2 separate regions of the Zea mays genome follow, and region 1 is linked to region 2. The links are chromatin contacts, called in public Hi-C maps. All regions are on one chromosome and are shown on one strand. Each heading gives the region's core, a stretch centred on a gene start, on an enhancer-like site or on the middle of the called end of the contact. The rest is flanking DNA. Distances are from core to core; before and after follow the strand shown. Region 1 holds the start of LOC100191408. Region 2 holds the start of LOC100282051 (mitochondrial import inner membrane translocase subunit TIM23-1).

Evidence for each region. A called contact is a pair of places that touch in the nucleus more often than the background predicts.
Region 1: a Hi-C map of leaf mesophyll shows a contact between it and region 2, with 5 times the contacts expected there. The contact joins the promoter of LOC100191408 here to the promoter of LOC100282051 in region 2. A contact is called at or near these places in 2 of 25 Hi-C or Micro-C datasets (ear and leaf mesophyll).

What each region holds. Positions count from the first base shown.
Region 1 is chr1:228,593,593-228,598,309 of Zm-B73-REFERENCE-NAM-5.0, forward strand. It overlaps LOC100191408, which reads left to right and starts at 3,141. Exons shown (of 6, transcript NM_001136842.1): 1 at 3,141-3,302; 2 at 4,643-4,716. The coding sequence starts at 3,240.
Region 2 is chr1:228,223,615-228,228,670 of Zm-B73-REFERENCE-NAM-5.0, forward strand. It overlaps LOC100282051 (mitochondrial import inner membrane translocase subunit TIM23-1), which reads left to right and starts at 3,575. Exons shown (of 1, transcript XM_008666525.4): 1 at 3,575-4,902. The coding sequence starts at 3,748. The coding sequence ends at 4,326.

The sequences.
Region 1 (4,717 bases), core at 1,891-4,390, 370 kb after region 2:
GTGGGTGGGGGCCGAGTGCCCTGACATGTCGTGTGTTTAGGTTTACCTTGCAAGGTTAAAACTCGATTTGAATCGTCTACTTCTCGTAGCTAATGAGACTACTTGATCAATGTACTACATTGAGTAAGAAGTATAATGAGATTTATTGCAATAACTGTTGAATGACTAAATGCTTGTCGCTGTGTGTGATTGGAAGGATGCTTACCTAGAATGAACACTAAACTAGAACCTAAAAGCTAAATTTGAATTAGACCTAGTAATTTCTTTTAGCAAACCAAACCCCTGAGGCAAAGAGCCTCATGTGTCTAGAGGTAGTGGAGTAGCCTTCACACACCAGATACGTCTAGTTGAGTATTAGTGTACTCATCATTGCTTGTGGCACCCTATTTTTTAGATACTTCCTTTGAAGAAATTGTTGCTAGTGTGACTTGGCCCTCCACCCTGCCACCGGGATGGACAGTTGAGTGTGATGCAACCTTTGCAGGAGAGGATCAAGAGGAATAAACATGGTCAGGCTTCACCATACTCCTCTTTTATCATCGTTAGTTATTACACTGCAATGAATAAACTATTATTTTCATGATTTCCAAACTTCTTATGACTTGTTGTATTTATCTGGTCTCATCTTAGAGTGAGAGGTGGTTATTGATATGGTGTTAGTGGTTAATCGTACTAGATCCGATGGACTGAAAGTTTAATCTGATTTAAATGTGTCATCGTCCTTGTGGTGAGACCTGAGCACTTAAGTTGGATTAATTTGGGCGGTTCCGCCACATGTATGATATATGAAAATTTAGTTAATGTTTATGTCTATATATATATAGCTCAATAAGTTCTTCAAACAAGGACCAATGGTTAGTATCCACCACATGGACCAGAGTGTTTTGCAAGACAAGGCCACCAAATTGATGGTAAAGGATACCAAATCCTTAGCGACCCTGATTCTAGCGTAGATAGGGCCTCTCGTCGTGAATTGCAACATGACCCTAATTATGATCCATGAGAAGATGAGGTAAAGTACGCATCCATGATTATGTGTGTGTACCTAATAGCTTATTTCACAACGTGAATTACACGTGCATGATTTCTTATGTACTTTATTACATAAATATGAGGTATTGTCTCATTTTTGTGATATAATGGCTGAAGAAGTGCCACACGAAGACGCACCAGAACCGACCGAGACGACCACCGAGAGTTTAAGAAAAAGGAAGCAGAGTGATTGAAAACGAGGTGACAGAGGACTGAACAGGTGGCCATACAACACATATAGAGTCTCAGAAGTGAGCCTGAAAGGTCACCCTAGCTCCTGAACAAAGCCTAACTAAGTTTTGAAATGCATTTGGTGTCTTAGTTCAGGATAATCTTGACATCACAATCCGATAGTGGAAAGATGTGTCGGCCGATGTCAATAATCTAATTTCGGATAAGCTACTAACAATGTTCATTCCTCCTCGGGTTTAAAAAGAACTTGTAAAGCATTATGTAATCGATAAGTGTACAATCATGTTCCAAAATTAAAGGTCTAAGATGAATACCAAGTGGGCGAAGAGAGACTTAAACACGACAAATAGGTACAAAATTTCAACAGGTCAATGGACAGTCTTTCTAGATCAGAGGAGTAACCTAAAGTTCTTAGCTTCAACCGAAGCCAATTCAGATCTCGTAAAGAAAAACAAGTACCACCACTACCAAGGCACAAATGGTTACCAGCGCCAGGTTCCACAGATGGAGCAAGAAGATGCTGTGAACAAGGTCACATGGTTGTCGGCGTTATCTAAGCAACTTGGCAAAGGATTGTGAATTAGATCCGTGCTAAAAAACCAAGAGAAACCGAGACTGTTTTGTCGTTTGATGATCCAATAGTTGAAGAAGCAGTGATAGCTAAGCAGAGGGAAGCATCATTCAAGCCACAAAAAGAGAGGGACACCCTTACAACTAGTCTAGGTAATCCCGAGCATCCTGGTTATGTACGGGGCATCTTGTCCAAAGAAGGACGGAAATAAGGATTCAAACCATATTGGGAAGCTATGTACAAGAATCACGTTCAATACAAGAAAGCGACGACAAATTATTTTAAGGAGGAGGCCAAGAAAGACTTCAAAGACATGATGTCTCAAATGCTATCCAATCCTTCTCTTGAATTGATGCATCAATTGACGAGTGCGATGTCTATTCAACAAATGGCCACTCAAGCTCCCCAGATGCAGCTAGTTCTAACAACACAACCATTGGTCATAGCTCATAGAGTGTCCAACCATTCCAAGCGGTGTCACATCTATGACAAATAAGGTCCGCTATCCAGTTGACGACATCAATATGCCTGTGTCGTGCTCGCTAGTCACAAGATATGGTATTAATAATATTCATACAAGAAAAATAGCCACAGTCTTTCGATCCGGGATGTTAATATCATGGTCGCGATATTCCAGCAAAGTACTACATGGTAGAAGTGTCGACAATCGTTCAAGGATACGAGAAGGACATGCTAGACATTCCTTGTTTCGAGGGGATTGAGAAACTTGGACGGACTATCAAAAATTTCATTCTTTAGCCTCGACGGGACATTCAATTGAGCGAGCCACCACATCCTTTCCATCCCTTTATATTACCTTCATAAACTTTCATACTTTCAGCGATTTTCTCCTTTTAACGTGGTGCCATATCGGCAAAAGCACTAACAAAATCTCTGAAAGTGAAAAAACAAACGGTCTAAAGTTGAGAGGTGTCAAAAACTAGTTTTTTATGTTTAGGGAGAAGATCGGACTACTGCAATAGCTGAGAGGGGCAAACTGTTTTTTTTTTTTTTTTTTGCTTACTGAAAACCAGAAAATAACTGGCCATCCCGACAGAAGTAGCTGTGAAATGGCCAGCCAGCAGCCCAGCACACAGGAATTGAGCCCATTCTCAAGAGTCAAGAGACCTGTCACTGCCTTGGGAAAAAGTAAGAAAACCCTCGGATAACCTGGTTCTCGGTCGTTAGGTTTCTACAGCCTTCCGTGGCGGTGGCGCCGGTGCCGCTCGACCGCACCAGCCCGACGTGGAGGCCCACTGTTCAGTCACCCATTCGGCCGCTGCGGTCACGATCTCATAAAATGCCCGACTTCAGAACCAGCCCGCCGCGACCCCCTTCCCCCTGACGCCTCGCGAAGCCATCATCTTCCAAACCCTCGCCGCAGCCGCAGCCGCAGCCGCAGCCACCCTTGCTTCCGCACGATAGTGCCCGGGACCAGCCTTCTATGGCGGCGTCGCTGCTCCTCCGCGCTGTGCGCCGAAGGGAGCTCGCGTCCCCTCTCGGATCCGTAAGGCCCCTTCCTTCATCTCCGTAATTCTCTTCCATTCATATTCGGCTAGCAGTTTCGTCGTTTGTAATATATGGATCTCACGTTCTCGTGGATTTGGCGCGGAGGAGGATGAATTAGTGCTTGTAGGTTCTAAGCACTAGAGGGTATTAATGTATTATTTCAGTTCTTGGTAGTTCTGGATTACTTCTGTGGTAGAACTTCAGTAGCCATGATCTGCTGCGATTTGTGAGCAACTGTTCTTGTGCACATAGAAGGGCTTACCTCGACATGGTGTTATCGCTCAAATTGTGGGTCGTTTCCCTGTGCAGGGGTTCCTTAGCATTATTAGTAGTGTTATCTCAAATTCTCAGGTCCCCTTTGGTATGGCTCTTTGGGTGGCTCTATCTTCAACTCATCATGAAGCCCTACCAGATGGTAAAAAAACGGCTTCTCGTCGAGAACCCTCTAGGAGCTAGAGCCGTTTTCTTGTTGGGAGCCAGAGCACCAAAAACGTGGCTTATACCGGCTCCTCAATTTTTCTCATACATCATTCGAAAAAACACAAGAGAAGCTGTTTTTCCAAACGAATTGCAAAAAGGACCCGACTCCTCCACAGAAGCCAAGGAGCCAGAGGAGCTAGAGCCGAAACTGTATTCAGAGGAGCTGGAGCCTTGCCAAAGGGGGCCTCAATACTGTTATGGAGTTAACCATGGATAAATTGTCATATGGCTATGGTCTGTCAGGTTTTTGTTTTTCAGTGAATGCATTCAGTTTTATTGGATCTATTTGGGGCCTATTGCTAATAGGTGGATAGGTGGTTGGATGGTGAGTTGAAGGTGTATCTGAACTATTAGTACCTATTAGCAATTCCAAACCAGCTAATGGAACTAATAGTTAGGAGCTAGTTAATAATTAGCAGTCTGTTTGGATCCACTAGCTAGTACTAATTTTAGGTGCTAATTTTTAGTGCTAATGAATCCATTTTAGTTCAGAAAAAAACTGTTTTTAGCTGCTAATTCAAGTGCTAGTTGGTCTACCTACCTATGGGGCTGTAAATAAGATGCCAGCTTTTTCTGGAGATGAGATGACAGGAAAAATGTGCGGAATCCTGTCATCTTATCTCCAAAAAAAAGAACTGGTACCTTGACATTTATCTTGTACAAGAACAATGCATCCACTATCAAGAGTATTCTGGGAATCCAAACAATCAGATTATTTTTGTCCAAAATTCAGATTATCAAAATCTCAATGTCTAGATTCTAAATTCAGATTCTCAAAATCTCTATCTACTATCTAGATTCTTATAATCCCTCTAGGATTCAAATGGGACCTGAAGTCTCCGAATGTACTTGTTTCAGCTGGGTGCCAACTTACAGTCAACATGTGCTGCCAACATATGCTCAAAATGGGGAAATTTTGCAAGACCTTTTAGG
Region 2 (5,056 bases), core at 2,325-4,824:
TTTTCTCTCTCCTTAATATCATTTTGCCTGGCTAGGATGGCTCCCCTTTTGGAAACGTGTAGCATAACATGAAGAGACAAATTAGCTTTGGTTGGCCATTTACATGGTCTATTAGAGCTAGTCTTACTCGACGCTATAGTCTATAGCGTCGAGGTACCAGATGTGTCAGACTCTGATGTTGAGCGGTCACGTACAAACTCGCTGCCATATGAGCGGCATTGACTCGGTTGGAACTCGGGAGCTCTGCTTAATAACGAAATCTATTCAAACAGTAACAAATCTAGCTAAAAATATTGTAGAGGTCATAAAAACGACTTTACTATATTATACAAATTTTTATAAACTTTAACAGTGTTTTGCTAGGATTTATAAAATTCCTCGGGATCCGCTGATCCCGTGAACCTCTCTAAATTTGCCCCTGTATTGAAACTAACTTACACTCCTTGTCGTTCCTTTTTGTTAGCACATGCATCCTAGTGCGCACACGTATGATACCTCCGCAACTACTAGTATATGTCGTTGTTTAAAATGTATTTTCTTTTTTCTTACAAATATGGTCTTTTATATCAACAAAATGTTAGTGCAGTATAGGAAAAATAAATCGGACCAAAATAAAATAAAATCAACCAAAATAATGTACGTAACTGAAAGCAAAAGGACGAAAAAGAACATAAGCTTTATTTGGCAGCGATCTCGGCGCCATAGGTCACGACGTCAAGCTACGTCAAGCTCGACCACGTACGCACTAACTCAGCCACGTATGCACCACCTCAACGTCTAGAGTCCTGCGTATCCTTCACTCGGCGTCATAGATCATGGCGTCAAGACGTGTTACTTCAACGTTGTGAGTTATGACGTCAATTAAAAGATCAAAAACGATATTAAATCGTCCAGAGATCTAAATGTAAAAAAAATAAGAAAAGGAGCTGAAATGTAATAAAAAATCGGAGAGCGGAGCATAGCGACATGCGCGCAAGATTTTTTCGGTGATTTTGACGGGGTCTTTTTTTTCTCTGCAGCGCGACACGGCGGCGAGCCGGCGAACCGGGACCCGGGAACCCCGAAAACGGGAGCTGTTGACACTGACACGATGGGTTCGTGGATGGTGACCGATGACCTGGTGCGCCTGCGAGCAGTATTGGTGTACCGATGCACGAGCCGGGAGCCCGGGGGTAGTTGACACTGACACGATGGGCTCGTGGATGGTGTGGTGATAAACTGGTGCGCCTGCGAGCATTATTGGCGTACCGGTGCACGAGCCGGTTCGGTTGGTGCTGACCTAGCTGTTCCGCCTGTTCGTGTTGGTGGGGAAGAGATGAAAACATGCAGACACGAGGATCCAAAATCTTCGTGAACAAGACTGGATTCCGTTCAAAAAAGAAAAAGAGACTGAATCTGACTTGACCGTTTCCAACAACGGGTCGATCAAGATACCTTATGTTCTCGTGATTTTATTATTCAACACACCGAACTTTGTGCGGCATGTAAACAGGCGTCGTTGGCTTGTGCTTTCACGGTCTCATGACAGCGGCGACTGCAATGCCTCCATTATCGATGGGTTCCTATTTTCCGAATCTCTTGGGTCATCTTCGATTCGTCATGGAGATTTTTTTCCATTCAGGCTAGTTTGGTAATTTCATTTTCTTAAGAGGTTTTTATTTTCCTAAAGATAAAAATTCTTTTGAGAAATAATGTTGCCAAACTAAACCTTAGAAGATAAAGATAAAATAAGTTTTTTTCATGGAAATGTAAACGGAAAATCTCTTCCCACAAGTGAACGAGTACGAGACCGGGAAACATTCTCTATCTTCACTCCTATGTCCTCACAGGCATTTGTGAAAATTACTGCTTAGAAATTTTTTCATCGTAGGGACGAGGATAGGGAGCTATTCATCGACGGGGAATTCCGTGTTGTCATCCCTAAATATAGGTCTTAAATATTAATTAAAAATTGAACATACATTGATTATAAAAATTAAATAAGTAGGCCATGACTAATCCATGAATCTATTAAACTTAATTAAATTTTTAATTAGCGTATTTTATGATGCAAGGCACAAATTGGAGTGTTGTTAACGTATTATTATAAACACAGTTAAGAAAATGAACATGGTTTTAGAAGCATCTCCGAAGAAATACTACCGTAGACATGTAAATTTTAAGATTAAACACGTGGATTGAAGAAGATTGATGAATGGGTTTATATTTGTAGCTAGTCAAAAAAATAATCTCTTCTAATCCCCTTCAATCATCCTAAAATGTGAATAACCGAACAAGGTCTAAAACACATGTCTATTTGTTGCTGGACGTGGGTGGAGGCGCATGCATAAAACCAAGAGCAGCATTGCGTACATACGGGTCTGTTTGGTTGGGCTGTGGCTGTGAAAAAAAGCTAATGTGGGTTGTGAGCTGTCGAAAAAAAATTAATGTGGGTTATTAGCTGTGAAAAAATTGTTGTAGGTTGTGAACTGATAAAAAACTAAAAACTGTTTGGTGAAAACCACTAAAAGCCGCTAAGAATTCTTTCATGTATATTTTCGCCAATTCCATTCAAAAGTCACAAAAAACATATTCATAAGTGCTTTCAAGTGCTTTCAATTTTACACTGCGAAAAAGTCGATATTTAGAAAAAAAAAACTATTTTCTAGATTCAACCCTTTGATTTGGCTTTTAGCGTAAAAGTTAAATCCAAAAGCCAAACCATGATCCAATACAACATCCGCTGGCCCATGTCCCTTTCAATTTTTTAGGAAAAAGTTTTTAGTAATTTCTGTGAGATAACATATTTACAGTGGATTTTATTTTCTAAGGGCGCTACCGCGCTAATAAGAGATTTTGGGAAACAAATTTTTAGTGCTTTTTTGGAGCTGCTCTAAAACCTCTTTTAGGGAAAAAGAGCTAGTATATTCTCTCCGTAAACTGTCGATACTTTCTTAATTTTTTCGCATCCCCTGTATCGGCATCCTCTCACCCGCATATTTGCGTGAAGGATTCCCCAATCCTCTATATAGCTTACGTCAACTGACGGCAACAATTAGTATTTTAAACTTTTGTTACAGGGTCACGGTCGTAATCTGGCGGCCTGCAGGCACATGCAAGGCAAGTGTCGAGTGTCCTGATGCTTTTTCGCGTGTGGAACCAAATTGTAAACTGGACTGCTTCCTAAGATTTCTACATGCGACTTTAGCTGATATGCAGGGTCGTCAGCTTTTTTTAGCTTTCTACCAAAAAATTCAGCACCATTGTAGAGCAATAACTATACTTGTGTTCAGCTTTGCACATGGTACTTCCATTGTGCTCATCTTTTTTACTGAACCTGACTGCTTGCTTCCAGATTTCAGCAATTGTGTTCAGATGAAATACCGGTGCGTAAGTACGTGGCCCAATATATTATCCATTGGCCCATATTCCTTTTTAAATTTTTTAGATAAGTTTTTAGCAATCTACTGTGTGATAAAAAAAACTATGAATTTTTTTCCAACAGTCCCTAATAAAATATTTTGGGAAGAATTTTTTAGGGAATTTTTGGAGTTGCCGTAAGTCCCTGATCATTTCCACGAAGGCTTTTCTCACCGGAAAAAGATCGGAATTCCGGCGGGAATATAGGCCGCCAAAGTAGGACCTCGCAAAAGGCGGCTACCAAAACGCTCCGTTGCCTTTCCTTTCCCCACTTCCCCGGCTCCTGCCTCCCGCCGCCGACACCACCAAAAACCCTAGCAGCTCCACCCCGCCGCCGCCGCCGCCGCCATGGATGACCCTCGGATGTTCCCATCAGGATCCGACGACCGCTCCGACGCCGAACGCCGGCTGTACAACCCGTACCAGGACCTCAACATGCCCTACAGCTACCGGACGCTCTACGACCTCCCCACTTCGCCGGAGTTCCTCTTCCAGGAGGAGGCCCTGGCGCAACGACGCTCGTGGGGTGAGAACCTCACTTTCTATACGGGCGTCGGGTACCTCTCCGGCGCCGTTGGCGGCGCCGTCCTGGGCCTCCGCGACGCCGCCAGGGGCGCTGAGCCCGGGGAGACCGCCAAGATCCGCGCCAACCGCGTGCTCAACGCCTGCGGCAGCTCTGGCCGCCGCGTCGGGAATACGCTGGGCGTCATTGGCCTCATGTACGCCGGGATCGAGAGCGCCATGGTCGCGGCCCGTGACCGCGACGACTGGATGAACAGCGTCGCCGCTGGGCTTGGCACGGGCACGCTCTTCCGCGCCGCCAACGGGCCGCGATCCGCCGCCGTCGCAGGCGCCCTCGGTGGGATCCTAGCCGCCGCCGCCGCGGGGGGCAAGCAGCTAGCCAAGAGATACGTGAATGTCATATGATCGTGTTTTTTTTGTGGTAGCAATGATGAGCGAACAATGATATCGTCTAGTGCTCTAGTAGGGAAGGGGTTTGCCTTTTCTGAAAACTAGCTGAGGGCTTGTTCGGTTCTACCCCAATCCATATGGATTGAGGGGTCAAAATCACCTCCAATCCATATCAATCCCCTCCAATCCATATGGATTGAAAATAACCGAACAAGCCCTGAATGGGAAATTTTGAGCTTGCATTGGAATTGCAATGCAACATCGTGCTTCAAGATGCTTTAGTTCTGCTTTGTCCTTATATGTTAAGGGCTAGATGAAGGTATTTTTATCTCCTTGTTTGGATGCACATGTATTGTCGTCAATCCATTTCATGTTCTCAATCCATACATAGAAAAGTGGATTAGGGTGAACGTTAGTTTAAATTCTAACTAAATCCACTTCTCACACATATGGATTGCTAAACATGCCCTTAGAGTGTGTGTGTGTGTGTGTGTTGTGGTGATGTGTGGAGTGAAATTCTCTGAGATTTGACACTGCACCCTTAAGTTTAGTGCCTTTGAGATAAGCAATCTATATTGCTCATTGCTCCGAGATGAGATGACATCTTGTTTTCTGTCGTGATTTGTTCGAATTGGGGCAGACTGAACGTCTGCACCATTATCCCCATTCCATACCATGGTGATTTTTTTAAAAATTTTTTTGCAACCAAGCCTTCATATAAATTACAGATTGGATAGGCAAAAAG